Regions from separate parts of the Mus musculus genome. Here regions 2, 3 and 4 are each linked to region 1. A link is a contact called in public HiChIP or PLAC-seq and Micro-C data. All regions are on one chromosome and are shown on one strand. Each heading gives the region's core, a stretch centred on a gene start, on an enhancer-like site or on the middle of the called end of the contact. The rest is flanking DNA. Distances are from core to core; before and after follow the strand shown.

Evidence for each region. A called contact is a pair of places that touch in the nucleus more often than the background predicts. HiChIP or PLAC-seq counts read pairs in DNA pulled down with a chosen protein or histone mark.
Region 2: a contact with region 1 is called in a Micro-C map of embryonic stem cells. The contact joins the promoter of Ccin here to the promoter of Stoml2 in region 1. A contact is called at or near these places in 2 of 484 Hi-C or Micro-C datasets (the N1E-115 cell line and embryonic stem cells), 4 of 115 datasets of contacts at active chromatin or transcription factors (bone marrow-derived macrophages, embryonic stem cells, memory CD8 T cells and 1 more) and 1 of 9 other capture datasets (adipose tissue).
Region 3: a contact with region 1 is called in an H3K27ac HiChIP or PLAC-seq map of microglia, with 6 times the contacts expected there. The contact joins the enhancer-like site here to the promoter of Stoml2 in region 1. A contact is called at or near these places in 14 of 39 promoter capture datasets (the C10 cell line, the HPC-7 cell line, HPC-7-derived erythroid cells and 8 more), 1 of 15 datasets of contacts at CTCF or cohesin (large pre-B cells), 7 of 484 Hi-C or Micro-C datasets (CD8 T cells, embryonic stem cells, myeloid progenitors and 4 more), 20 of 115 datasets of contacts at active chromatin or transcription factors (SST interneurons, bone marrow-derived macrophages, embryonic forebrain and 11 more) and 5 of 9 other capture datasets (adipose tissue, embryonic stem cells, liver and 2 more).
Region 4: a contact with region 1 is called in an H3K4me3 HiChIP or PLAC-seq map of bone marrow-derived macrophages, with 10 times the contacts expected there. The contact joins the promoter of Glipr2 here to the promoter of Stoml2 in region 1. A contact is called at or near these places in 4 of 39 promoter capture datasets (the C10 cell line, the HPC-7 cell line, maxillary cranial neural crest and 1 more), 3 of 484 Hi-C or Micro-C datasets (the G1E-ER4 cell line, the N1E-115 cell line and erythroblasts), 4 of 115 datasets of contacts at active chromatin or transcription factors (bone marrow-derived dendritic cells, bone marrow-derived macrophages and embryonic stem cells) and 2 of 9 other capture datasets (adipose tissue and liver).

The regions. Positions count from the first base shown.
Region 1 is chr4:43,029,559-43,032,715 of GRCm38.p6, reverse strand. It overlaps Stoml2 (stomatin (Epb7.2)-like 2), which reads left to right and starts at 1,332. Exons shown (of 10, transcript NM_023231.2): 1 at 1,332-1,387; 2 at 1,608-1,745; 3 at 2,181-2,280; 4 at 2,418-2,476; 5 at 2,566-2,667; 6 at 2,812-2,946; 7 at 3,079-3,157. The coding sequence starts at 1,343. It overlaps Fam214b (family with sequence similarity 214, member B), which reads left to right. Exons shown (of 9, transcript NM_001253353.1): 9 at 1-302.
Region 2 is chr4:43,982,248-43,985,336 of GRCm38.p6, reverse strand. It overlaps Ccin (calicin), which reads right to left and starts at 1,833. Exons shown (of 1, transcript NM_001002787.2): 1 at 1-1,833. The coding sequence starts at 1,742.
Region 3 is chr4:43,546,087-43,549,663 of GRCm38.p6, reverse strand. It overlaps Tln1 (talin 1), which reads left to right. Exons shown (of 57, transcript NM_011602.5): 16 at 135-343; 17 at 480-578; 18 at 1,518-1,685; 19 at 1,868-2,162; 20 at 2,748-2,914. Among named protein-coding and RNA genes, the nearest start is that of Tln1, 15 kb to the left of the region's middle. Within about 2 kb of position 2,288, at least 8 of the 459 cell types and tissues checked have an H3K27ac peak or open chromatin away from gene starts, as enhancers often do. A contact at or near this core is called in bone marrow-derived macrophages and microglia, where this site is marked.
Region 4 is chr4:43,956,166-43,959,323 of GRCm38.p6, reverse strand. Glipr2 (GLI pathogenesis-related 2) reads right to left here and starts at 1,622. Exons shown (of 5, transcript NM_027450.3): 1 at 1,551-1,622. The coding sequence starts at 1,563. Gm30377 (a long non-coding RNA gene) reads left to right here. Exons shown (of 4, transcript XR_881223.2): 2 at 1,838-1,934; 3 at 2,941-3,112.

The sequences.
Region 1 (3,157 bases), core at 83-2,582:
TCCAGGGACAGAGTCAGGCCTAAGGACTGGGGAACCTCCTCTCACCTGACCAGACTCTGACCCACCTACCTCAGCTGGGATGAGGGGTGCCCCTCATTCAGTCACATGGTTCCCAGTTACTCCACTCCTCACTTAAGACTCTGACCCAGCCTCAACCCTTAACTCTTGGGGCTTGGCTGAGGGGAACAAGCATTTGCTGAAACTTGAAAAACAAAACAAACAAACAAAAAAATGGGAAAAATTGTACCTGGTACATTTTTTAAGGAAAAAAAAAAGAATAAATTCTTGTTTGGAAACTTGAACTAACCTCTACTTTTTTTTGTGTTCAAGAGGATGGAGATGTGGGGCCTAAAGGGAGCTGGAATTCTGGCAACAAGCTCAAACCCATGAGATCTTAGGCTGGGATGAGCTGAGTCTTGGACCATAGTCTTAGTCCTTTTTGTATAAGGTGCTGGGGGCTGGGTGGGTAAAGTGAAGCTACAGAGGCTAAACTCTGAGAATCTGGATTCTTACACTGATTCTGTAGTTTAGCCCCATCAGAACCTCAGTGTCTGTATATGTAAAATGAAGGAGGAGGAGGAGAATGAGAAGAAGGAGATGAGGGGGGATACAGGCCTCTTAAAGCTTGTATTTGAGAGAGTGTCAGAGACCTGAGCAAGGTTGATGTGTTTCAGACAAAAATGAAAGGCTGAGGCTCTTTGTTTCCCTCTGTATGTAAGGGGATCATGCCTGACCGTTTCTGGCTCAGAAAAAAATATGAAAAAGAGCTGTTGATGCCTTGGGAAAAGAGGGAAGGGAGAAATCTCCGCCCAGTCCTAAGGTAAAGTTAGGCCTCCTAGTTACCATGACAACGGGAATGGGGTCAGTCCCCAGTGGGAGAGCTGGGCACAACAGCATGACTACCCAAGAATGTCACTATGGCAACCACGGGCAACTACTGAGCGCCAATCCAATCCATTGTCGTTATGGTGACAGATTAGGACAGTTATACACGAGCTGGAGGGTAAACTGAGTCACGGCTGTGGGTACAGAATTTGGTGGGCGGTGTTCCTGTACCACTTGCGGACGGAATATTGCCTCAATTTCTACCACAATGCCCAGGAGCTTCGTAGTTTTTGAGAACCAGAACAAACTTGCACTCTCGGGCTCTCTCTTCAAAGCCTACGTTTCCCAGGGAACGATTTGACGGACGCCGACTAGTGGGGATGGGAGGGTGGACTAATACGCCGGAAGTACGTCGGGCGGAGTGGACCAGCTGAAGGAAGGGCTCGGGTTCAGGCTTCACAAGAGGCCGCTCTGCCCCACCTCTCGTTGGTTCCGGAGGTCGCCGAGGCTGTGGGAAATGCTGGCGCGCGCGGCGCGGGGCACTGGAGCCCTTTTGCTGAGGGTGAGAGCGAGGCAACCTTCACCAGAGGCTCGGGACCGACATCACCTGGGTCTTGAGCTGGGAAGGAGTGGGCTTCTAACTTTGGGGGAAGGACTGTGGTCACAGGTCATGGTCCCCACGTGAATCACTCTCCGGGGACCCTTGGGGGGGGTGTCGAGATCTAGGGAGAGGGATTTAGGGATCCGCGCCTGGTCCCCAGCCTACTCTCGTCTTCCTTCAGGGCTCGGTGCAGGCTTCTGGCCGCGTTCCGCGCCGCGCCTCCTCTGGACTGCCCCGAAACACCGTGATCCTGTTTGTGCCTCAGCAGGAGGCCTGGGTGGTGGAGCGAATGGGCCGATTCCACCGGATCCTGGAACCGGTGAGAACCTCTCTTGCCCGCCCTCAGCCAGCCAGATCGTCTGATCGTTTACTCGTGTGGAAGTGGGACTTCCGTCGGGGCCTGTCTGCACTTCTAACCTGCGAGGACCAGTTCTAGCAGAGCCCAGTCTCCTGAACACCACCTCCGTGTTTCCCCGCTTTCCTAATACCCTAGTGACCCATAGGCTTCATTCCTGGAGCTACCATACTCTAAAGGCAGCAGCTCTTGCTGGCTTCCATTCTTGACATTCATAAGCCTAGTCTTATCTTTTTGTACTCTTAGGTTTCCCTACCAGTGACACCCCAGCCTTTGAGGCCATGATAGGAGGGATTGCTTCTCTATGTTTATACGTGACTTACTACTTACTCCAGACTTAGCTTAGAGTTCAAGTTTACTAGCCTCACCCTTCTGAGAATCTATGGCTCCTCTTCTCAGGGCCTGAACGTCCTGATCCCCGTGTTAGACCGAATCCGGTATGTGCAGAGTCTCAAGGAAATTGTTATCAACGTGCCTGAGCAGTCAGCCGTAACTCTTGGTGAGAGCGATGGGGTGACAGGGATGTGCTAAGTGCGCTAGGATGTGGTTGCTATAGATCCAGGGCTTAGGAGAAAGAGCTGGTTGGGACTTAGAGGTCTGACCGACAGTTTTTTTCTCTTCTGTTTGCTCCTGCAGACAATGTAACACTACAAATAGATGGAGTCCTTTATCTGCGCATCATGGATCCTTACAAGGTATCTGCCCTGGGTTTATCTAGTTTTCTGAACTGCCTCTTCCTTAAAATCCTGCATCTTCAGTTCTGATCCTATACCTGCCCTTTCAGGCAAGTTACGGTGTGGAAGACCCAGAGTATGCTGTCACCCAGTTAGCTCAGACGACTATGAGATCAGAGCTTGGCAAACTCTCTCTGGACAAAGTTTTTCGGGTAAGCGGATCTGGGCTGGAGTAAGGGCTTAAGTGCATAAACTGTTGACTCTTTCCTGGGGAGCAAGGTTAGCCAGGGGCCTTCCCAGTTTAGGCTTTTGATAGAGACACTGACTTGTGCTGCTCACAAGTTCTGTTCATCTAGGAGCGTGAGTCCCTGAATGCCAACATTGTGGATGCCATCAACCAGGCTGCAGACTGCTGGGGTATCCGATGCCTGCGATACGAGATCAAGGACATCCATGTGCCACCTCGAGTGAAAGAGTCTATGCAGATGCAGGTAGGGAAACAGATTGGGTTACTCCAGTTCCACTGGGACTAGAATCCCCTATTGTGGGAGATAGAGTTGTATGTAAGTCCTGGTTAGAGATTCTCCTGCCTTCTTTTTGATGGGGGTCATTGGGGCTTTCAGGTAGAGGCAGAGCGCCGGAAGCGGGCCACAGTTCTAGAGTCCGAAGGGACACGAGAGTCAGCTATTAATGTGGCAGAGG
Region 2 (3,089 bases), core at 584-3,083, 950 kb before region 1:
GGCAGCTTGGCTAGACAGCAGGCAGGACAGTCCAGTGCCTCAGGTGGGCAGGCAAGGGTCTGCCATTCACCTATCTTTTGGTCCAGCAAGTAAGCATTAGGATTGATGGTGTAGTCCTTGGTCTGGACATCGCTGGCTGTGGTGACACCCCCACATACAAATACCTTGCTGTCTCCAATGGAGCAGATAGCATGGGATACATCCAAGGGACAACTGTTGGGCAACAGAGGTACTGAGGTTGTCGACTTGTTGGCCTTGATCTTCTGTAAGTTGATTTCCACGCTCTGCCGGTGGCTGTGTACACGAAGGATGTTGTCCTGATGGAACGAGAGCAGGGGCCGGTGGTTGAATTCGATGGGGAAGGTGATACACTGGACCACTTCCCCCGTGCAGGTGTCAAAGCAGTCCACTACACCGACCCGGGAGATGTAGCCCTTCACCAGGCATCGCCCAGTGACAATGTACAGGTTCCGGTCACCCTTAGTGATGACTGCTGTCCCGTCCATAGGGATGCTCATCTTCCCCGCCAAGCACCAGGCTTCCTTGCGTTCATCATAGCGATAAATGTTAGAGACGTACCGGCGTGGGGCAATGCTCCCACCCACTGAGTAAACTGTTCCCCCGCAGGTCACCATGGTGTGGAAGACAAGCCCAATGGGCAGGTCAGGTAGCTTGGTCCAGGAGTTGTCGTCCATGTCATACCGCCACGCTGTCTTCAGTCCTGAAATCTGCTCAGTGGTGCCACCGGATATGTAGATGTAACGGCCAGCAGCAGTGGCACTGAGCGCGGCTGCCCGGTATGGCATCTCTGAGAGCTTCAGCCACAGGTTCTCCTGGATGATATAGGCAAACACCCCATCGTTGAACTTACCGTGGGCCTTCTGGCCACCCAGGATGACCACCGAGTCAAGCAGGGCCCCTTTCCGCTGGTAGCTCAGCAGGCTGCACGGGCGCTCCTGCTTGCGGTCCATCAGGACACTTTCGATCAAGGTCGCGTGGGCAGAGTTGTTCTCCAAGCCAACCAGCTTGTTGCTGGCAAACATCAGCGTCTTGTTGGAGACCGCATTGAGATTGATGTAATTGAAGAACTTCTTGAAGTATTTTTCCCGCTCCTCCTTCCGGAAGTACACCCAACTGATGAGTGCGCTGAGCGCCTGGTCCTCGTTGAGCACGTGGAGGTTTTCATCCCGGAGCAGGCGACCGAAGATGACGGGTGGGCAGCGCATGAAGTGCATAGAGCCCTCGGGACTGGCCCAGAAGTGGAAGTTGTCACGAATGCCAGAGTAGGCCAAGTCTGATACTTCTTTGAGCTCGAACAGCTCAGCCAAGAAGAGGTAGCGCAAGCAGTTGACGCGGCGAATAGACTTAATAAGGAAGTCATTGCAGTGAATCCGAAGGCGTGGGGTATTGAAATACTGTGCGCCCCGGAGCAGCTCCTCCACGTTCTGCTCTGAGATCACCACTTTGCCGCTGTAGAAGTAATCCAGGAGCTGGTCCACCGTGGCTGGGCTCAGGTAGTTGGGGTCGATGGTGATGTAGAGTTCATCGGTGGTCTTCATGTCGTTGCTGGAGATGAGGCTTTTCACTAGTGGAGAGACGGCAGCCAGCACGTTGCGATGTGCGAAGAAGACATGATGGTCCACAGTCAGGGCCATGTCCCAGTACTCTTTACGCTTCCTCTGTTTGTTCAGGTTTTGCAGCACAAAGCTGTTGTAGTTTTTCTCTGTGAATTCCAGTTTCATGGTGCTTCTTGTTGGCCGAGACAGAAGATTCGTAGCAGGTACCGGAGGGCAGACTTTTCCAGGCCTTTGGGGTTTGTACTGATGGTTGTTTGCAGAGCAGCTGACCAGAGAGGAGTGGGCGTGGGAGAGAGGGTGACGTCATAGAATGGATGAGGTCATCATAATGTAGCCCCCTCCCCGCCCCCAGGCCTTTCTCTCCCCAGAGCTTCAGAGGAAGCTCTGGAATGGGGCCACGGTGTCCCCCTGGGCCTTTCAAGTCACAGTCCTCGGCTTCGCCGGGAATGTTCGAACTGGTTTGGGTGGGGCAGAGAGCAGCTGTGGAGAGGGAAAATTTAGGGTGGGAGGAGAGGTTACCATGATCTAGAAGCCTCCCTTTTAACCAGAAGGCTGAAGTCCTGCTGAGGAAGGACTCCCCCTGTCACAGAGGCAGTTAGAGGCAGAGCAAACCTGGAACTCCCACAGTGTGGGGCGTTACAACCCTTTCACCCCTTCAGGAAGTGGGGACCAGACAGTTTTCATGGTTCAATTCTTAGGCCCTGAAGGCCCTTTTTTCTACCAAGGTTCCTGGACGTCTGAGAAGACAAACCCTCTGGCTTCTGATCTCTGTAGTCAGAATACAGTTTTCATGGAGAAGTGGGTGACACTCACTGGAGCAGAAATGGAGGGGCCAGCCAGCCCTAGGAAGATGGGAGGACTTGGAAACGCCAGTACCAGGTTTCCAACCTCCCATACCAGGTTTGGAAACTTCCCATACCAGGTTTCCAAGTATCTAGTAAAATGCTGGGGAAATGCCTGATTCGGCCTCTCCACTCCGAGTTTCTTAGACCAGTTCACTCAGGCCTCAGATTCCTCTTCTGTGAGATGAGAATACTCGCTTCAAAGTGCAGCAGGCACAGCGCTTAGCTTACAGCAAACGTTCCAATAAATGCCAGTTCTTGTTTCTTAGTTGATATAACCACAGCTGTGGGCATCCCCGAAGCCCTCGACGGGTTATAGGAGCCTGCTTCGGCCGCACGGTGGCGCTGCAGGGTCACCTCCTGGCCAGAAGCACGCCGCCTCCGTGCTCAGCTTCTCCAATGGCGTAGAGAGGAAACTCACCCGCCCCGGGGCGTCCCTTTCTGCCTGCTTTGTCCCGCCTAGGGCTCCTTTGTGTAGGAGCGACTCTGAAACTCATACGTCTGGACCCGGGGCTCACAGTGTGGCAGACCCACACCTGTTCTCATTTTACAGATGTGGACAGAGCCCGGCAATGGTGTATGACCAAAGCCACCCTGGGACCTCTTAGGAAGAACCGTGCCATATGGTCACTTGTACTGGTCAGGAGGACCTGACTGCAGACCCCATCTC
Region 3 (3,577 bases), core at 1,039-3,538, 520 kb before region 1:
TGGTGTGTGGTGTGCTCCATGTGTGACTACCTTGACTGTGTGGCAAGTTGTGGGTGTGTCCGTCTCTAACTGCAATGGTACTTCCTCCCCGTGTTCCATCTCAGCATCTTCCTCTCTCCGATTTCTGTCTTTAGGAGATCCTGCAGAGACAGACTATACAGCAGTGGGCTGTGCAGTCACCACCATCTCTTCCAACCTGACGGAGATGTCCCGTGGGGTGAAGCTATTGGCTGCCCTGCTGGAGGATGAAGGCGGCAATGGCCGGCCCCTTCTGCAAGCAGCAAAGGGCCTTGCAGGGGCTGTGTCGGAACTGCTTCGCAGTGCTCAGCCCGCCAGCGCTGAGGTCAGAGGCCACAGGGCTGTGGTGAGGGTGGACACAGGGTTCCACCCCGAGAAGGCAGTGTGACCCAGGAGCTAGTGAGACCTGTGGGTCCATGGCCAGCGTCAAGCAGCTTCTGACAGGTGTGCACTCTCCACAGCCCCGTCAGAACCTGCTGCAGGCAGCCGGGAACGTGGGCCAGGCCAGTGGGGAGCTGTTGCAGCAAATTGGGGAAAGTGACACTGACCCCCACTTCCAGGTTGGTGATAAACCCAGCTCCCAGAGCCCCACTCCTAGGAGAGAATCTCTGACCCGAAATCTAGAGCTTAGTCCTTCTTTCTGTGAATTGACCTATCCAAACCAGCCCAATCATGTTTCCAGATATGATACTGAGAACTTCTAGTCCCATGGGGGTGAGAATTCAGAACAAATGTAATCCCCTGGTTCAATTTGCCCTTGATGATGTTCTTAGCCCTGACTCCCCTGTACATAGCCCAGCTTTAAGCTATCTCAAGACACCCCTGCCACACTGAGGATGATGTCCTTCGAGCTACCCCTTCCCTTCCCCCACCCCAGCCAAGTTGCCTCAGCTGACTTTTCACCCTGGATTTCCATACAGATGTGTGTACCCAGAGGGGCTGGGGCTCCATCTTCCCCCGATTCCCCTACGGTAACGGTCTCTGGCCTGGGCCTTCCCAGCTTGGTCTTCTCTGAGCCGCATACACTCGCTTCCACGCCTCTTCCTCACCCTCCCAGGGGAACAGACATGATGGGAGATGGGGAGGCCTAGACTGACAGGGTTGAAGAAAAGAAATCAGATAGGGTAGGACAGGGTCTCGCTCCCAAACCTGCAGATGACTCCTTGCACCCTGAGATTGAGTAGCATGGAGATAGGAAATGCCCATCCAGTGTACCGCCTGCTCCTCCCTCCCCATCACTGTCCGAGTGTATCCGCCTCATGCCTCTCTCCCTTTGGTATAGATTCTGTTTCTGTTGGTGAGGGTTTGTTCTCGGTGAGCGTCTCTCCTTCTGGGTGCTCAAGGTAGAGGGGCTTGGGATAGGTTCTAAATGCTTGTGCGTATACTGTCCTCTGATTGGAATCAGCGGGAATAATGAAGCCGCTTACGCCTGTGAGAAGTGTCCGTGGGTTCTATCTAAGTTCAGTCTCAGGTCTCACTGGCCACTTTCTTGCCCTCAGGATGTTCTAATGCAGCTAGCAAAGGCAGTGGCAAGTGCTGCAGCCGCCCTGGTCCTCAAGGCCAAGAGTGTGGCCCAGCGCACAGAGGATTCCGGGCTTCAGACCCAAGTGATTGCTGCAGCTACGCAATGTGCTCTGTCCACTTCCCAGCTGGTGGCCTGTACCAAGGTGAGCCCAGATTTGCGGTATCCCCTGCCTCTGAATAATATTACCAGCATATGTACACAAACCTCTCATTCTATCTCTGACTCCTGGGGCCTCAGCACCACCCCAGTGACTACCAGGAAAACTGCAGAGACCCATCTCACAGCTCCTCTGTTGCCTGCATGTCTGAAATTCTTTTCTCATAGGTGGTAGCACCTACAATCAGCTCACCTGTGTGCCAAGAACAGCTAGTCGAGGCTGGGCGACTGGTGGCCAAAGCTGTGGAGGGCTGTGTGTCTGCCTCGCAAGCAGCTACAGAAGATGGACAGCTGCTTCGAGGGGTAGGAGCAGCAGCCACGGCTGTCACCCAGGCCCTCAATGAGCTGCTGCAGCACGTGAAGGCCCACGCCACCGGAGCTGGGCCTGCCGGTCGGTATGACCAAGCCACTGATACCATCCTCACCGTCACTGAAAACATCTTCAGCTCCATGGGTGATGCTGGTAAGAGTACTCGCCTCCGGGGAAACAAAAGCCCCGGCATGGGTCCCCCACACCCATGGGCATACCTTATAGATCCAGCCACCCAGCCTCTGAGGATCAGCACAGTGGCCTTTCTAGCTCTGTCCCTCTGGGCTCATTGGTCAGTCTAAAGCCTCCACTTCCCCATTGGTAAAGCAGAAGTATAAGCCTTGTTCTGTTTCCTTGGCGCACTTTAAAAAGAGACCAAGTTTATGCGCAGTAGTAGGTGGCAAGGTGCATGGTTAAGAGCTAGCTAGGCTTGTAAACAGGGAAGGAGACGGGGAAATTAGCCTCTCCACTTCAGCTTCCTACCCCGAACCACTCAAAGGAGACTGCCTCATCCTCTCAAGACATGCACTAGAAATACTAGCTGGAAACTGGCCCTTCCTCTCATGGGACCTCACCGGGAGATCTGTCCTGAGATCTTAACCCAGGAACCTGGACCTCAGGGGAAATCGTTTGAGACCTTTGCCAGTCTCTTCTCTGTTCCGGAAAGCCCACTCACCCTCCTCCCTATCCTCTGTCAGTGTCTCTGGCTTTCTTACCTGCGGCTCTCCTGTGTTCTAGGGGAGATGGTGCGCCAGGCCCGCATCCTGGCCCAAGCCACCTCAGACCTGGTCAATGCTATCAAGGCCGATGCTGAGGGGGAGAGTGATCTGGAGAACTCTAGAAAGCTCCTGAGTGCTGCCAAGATCCTCGCTGATGCCACCGCCAAGATGGTGGAGGCGGCCAAGGTACAAAGTCGGTTTCTCTACAGACCCTGAAGGGGAGGTGGGAGTGGAGAGGGCCAGCTAGGGCCTTGTCTGATGGGATGACCCACCCCAGGAAAGCAGAAAGTAGAAGAGAATAGATAAGGAAACTGCCAGGAAGGTCCTGGCTCCCAGCCTGCAGGTCGGCCACCAGCCAAGCATATAGCCATGTGACTGACTCTCACAGTGCACTCTGACCATGGGGGTCCGCATTCTTCTTTCATGTTGAAGGTCTGCTGTCCCCACTTTCCTTGGGTTGCTGCCACATCTGCTTGCTCTCTGTTCTTGGTACCCTGTGAAGGCAGAGAGCCTTTTGGTTTAGAGGTCTCCACTAGCCATACAGAATAGGATCACATTAGACATTGACACCCCAGGTGTAAAGACCATCAGAGGGGACCACCCGCCAAAGGTCCCCTGGGCTTTGCAACTGCTACAGATTCCTGAGGTCCCTTCTCCAGAGAGTCTTCCCCTCCCCAGGCCTGCCTGCTCACACTGAGTTAATCACACGGAGAGTTCTGTAGGACAGGCGTAGTTCCAGTGAAAGATTCACATCCTAGTGGCAATGAGGTACCCGGGGACCCCACAACCTGTCCTTTCTGAAACAGTTTTCAGCTCTCAGCAGTTAAAGCCTCAGTGAAGGTAATTCGA
Region 4 (3,158 bases), core at 373-2,872, 930 kb before region 1:
ATCCCCACCTTTCATCTTGCTCTTTTAATTACACGGCATATTTTTTCCATTACAAAGGATCATATGGGACACTGTCTTTGTACAGATGGGTAAACTGAGGCACGGAGGAAGGAAAAAATATGCTTAATATCACATAGCAAATGATCAATAGGTCCAGCATCGAAAGCCAGGCATGTCACTTGGAAGAAAAGCAAGTTAGGACCAGGTCACAAAAGACCACACACCCCATGTATCTCTTGAGTCTAGGTCCTGGAGGATAGACAGCTCCATGAAGGGACTCAGCCATCCTCACCTGAGGCTGACAGCCCACTGACTCCACTGAGTAGTTGTCAACCTGTGGGCTGCGACCCCCTGGGGTTGGTGACTGCCCCCCCCGGGGGGCCACACATCATATAGTATTTATATTCCGAATCATAATATCAAAATTACAGTTATGAAGTAGCAACAATGTAATTTTATGGTGGAAGGCGGGTCGCCAGAAGGTGAGGGACTGAATTAAAGGGTTGTAGCATCAGCAAAGTCGAGAGCCTCTGCTTTAGAGCCTCCCATGAGGCACGGATGATATTCTAATAAATAGGAAGCCTTGATGCCCACGAGGGAGGAAACTGAGGCAAGAAGATCTATTGCCCACCTGTCCCTTATCTATGCAGGAGTGACAACAAATGACACAGGGTGTGGGCTGTCCCTCTGAAGGAGGAGGGAGAGATTATGGATGGGACCCCCTGCTATCACAGGAGTTGAACACAGAAGGATGGGAAGGGTTTCAGGCTGGATGATGGGAGTAGTGAAGACTGGACCGGGACACGGAGGGGAAAGGACCTGAGTGCCTGCCTGCCAGCCAGCGCAGCTGTGTGGCAGAGGGGGTGCTGTCAGTGGCCAGAGAGCCGACAATGGGGTGGAAGGTGACAAAAACAAGGAGCGACAGGAAAACGGCTTTTCAGAAACGTAAACTTTACAGCCACAGGAGTGAGGGTGGGCGGCAGCAGGGCAGAGATCACAGGGGAAGTAGCTCTGCACAGCACCCAGCCTGGCACGGAGGGGCCTCAGGAGGTGAGCGAGAAGGAGACGAAAAGGAGTCTCAGAGCTGCCTTTAGTTGGGTGGAACCAGACTAGTTGCTTCGCAGCCTGGGATGCTGCCACGGTTTGGTGTCTTTTTCCCACTGTAACTTTGTCTTCCTCTGGACAAAGCATAGCCACGCCTAGGCAGGCTCAGCTATCCCCATCAGCGCTTAGAAACCCTCGCTGACGCAATCCCTGGCTCGCAGCCAAAGGGACCCTCCATCTCATTCCCCTCATTCTTTCTCTCCTAGCCGGTGTTCTTACCGCTACCTCCGCGCCACCCACCCCACCCCCTGGTTGAACCAGAAACAGCCGCTCCTCGGAACTTTGCTATGCGCGCTCTCCATCCCGCACCCAGGGATCCCGCATTGCAGCGAGAGTGACAGGGACTTTCCAGGGGCTCCCAGGGGATCATGCTCCAGATGGGGCAGGGTGACGGCGAGGGTCTAGGCGTCATCCCCGCTCCCCGGAGGGCCGTATGGGTGGCTCACCTGATTTGCCCATGGCCTGCTGTGTGCGCTCCTCCGCTCCGCTGCGGCTGCGTTGCGCTGCGCTGGCTAGCGGGGTCCCAGCAGCTGGCCGGGGCCGGGAGGGGCAGGGGCGGCCACAGCCACTCCCCCGGCGCCGCCCGGCCCCGCCTTATAAGGCAAAGGCAGCTGCAGGCGGAGGCGCAGGGGGCCACCCCTAGAATTCATTTGGCCGGGTGGGATTCCGCCGCTGGCTAGGGCGGTCCAGATGTGGATACGAATGCTGATTCTGAGCGTGCCTTGTCTCCTAGAGCAGCAAGTGCGCGCGCAAGACCTAGGGGCGTCCACGCCTTCCCTGTAGTTCCCCACGGTTCCCGCGCGACCGACGCCTGGAGAAGGCCTGGTGAGGTACGGTTCCCTCCGGCGCCACCAGGGGTCGGTAACCTCCCAGACTCAGTCTTTGGCAACACCACCCCCTCCCAGATCCCCAAAGTTCTGCTTCCCCTTCCCAGTGACACCATGCTCCAATCGCAGCTTCTTAGGACCCTGTCCCGCTATGCATCCCCAGGTTGTAACTGAACACTTTCCGGCCCTCCAACTCCAACCGCCCCAGGGTGGTGCCGCTGCCCGACTTGGACCTATCCTCTTGAACCCCACTGCCTTTGAGACCAACCCAAATTCCCCACCTGAGTTTGGATCCAGCACCCCCACATGTTGGCGTCATCTAAACCGAGACCCCCTGGTTAATTCAAAACACATTTTTCTCACCATAAAAAGTTAATGATTCACAGATTACAAGGACACTTTGCCTCCCCCTCCCTGGATACATATATATTTAAAAGATACATTTATTTGGGCCAGACATGGTGGCTCATGCCTTTATTCTTAGCACTTGGGAAACAGAAGCACGCAGATCTCTGTGAGTTAAGATTGGCCTGGTCTAAACAGTGAGACTTTACCTTTGTGCCCTACATAGCCGAGAATGATTTTAAAGTTCTGATCTTCCTGCTTCTACCTCCCTAGTGCTGTGACCACAGACACCCCCAGCAGTACCTATTTCTATGAATTTAAATGTATTTTACTTTTAGGTTATTGTTTGTCAGATGGAGTCTCGGTGTACCTCCCATTGTAGGTCAGGTCTGTACCACCACACCTGGCCAGACCCTGCAGCACGGAGCTCAGATGTATCCAGTAGGTTAGCGCAGAGCTAAATGCACGCCCGCCCACGCCCACCCCCCAGCCATTCCCTCTCTCCATGGCCAGCAAATACACTTCCCACATCCTAGCACTTCCAAGCAGGAGTAGAGTGGATACTGGTACTCATCTGACTTAAACGAGCTTTTAGTGCTGGGTTGGGATTCTGACTCTGTTCAATTCTCTGTTCCATTTTGCCGACAAATTCCGATGGAAATAGTCAAATGACCCAGGAAAAGTCCCTGTCACACCTAGAATCTCTAGAAAGCTATTTCAGAGGAACCAGAACTGCAAGGCCCTAAGGAGACAGCTGAGCACAGAGGAACCGCCTACTGCGTGCAGAGGACAAGCATCAGGCATACGTACACCATGTACAGAAGTGTCACCAGAAGGTGAGTGAGCAGGCTGGAGATCTGGCTAGGCTAAATTCCTGCCTCT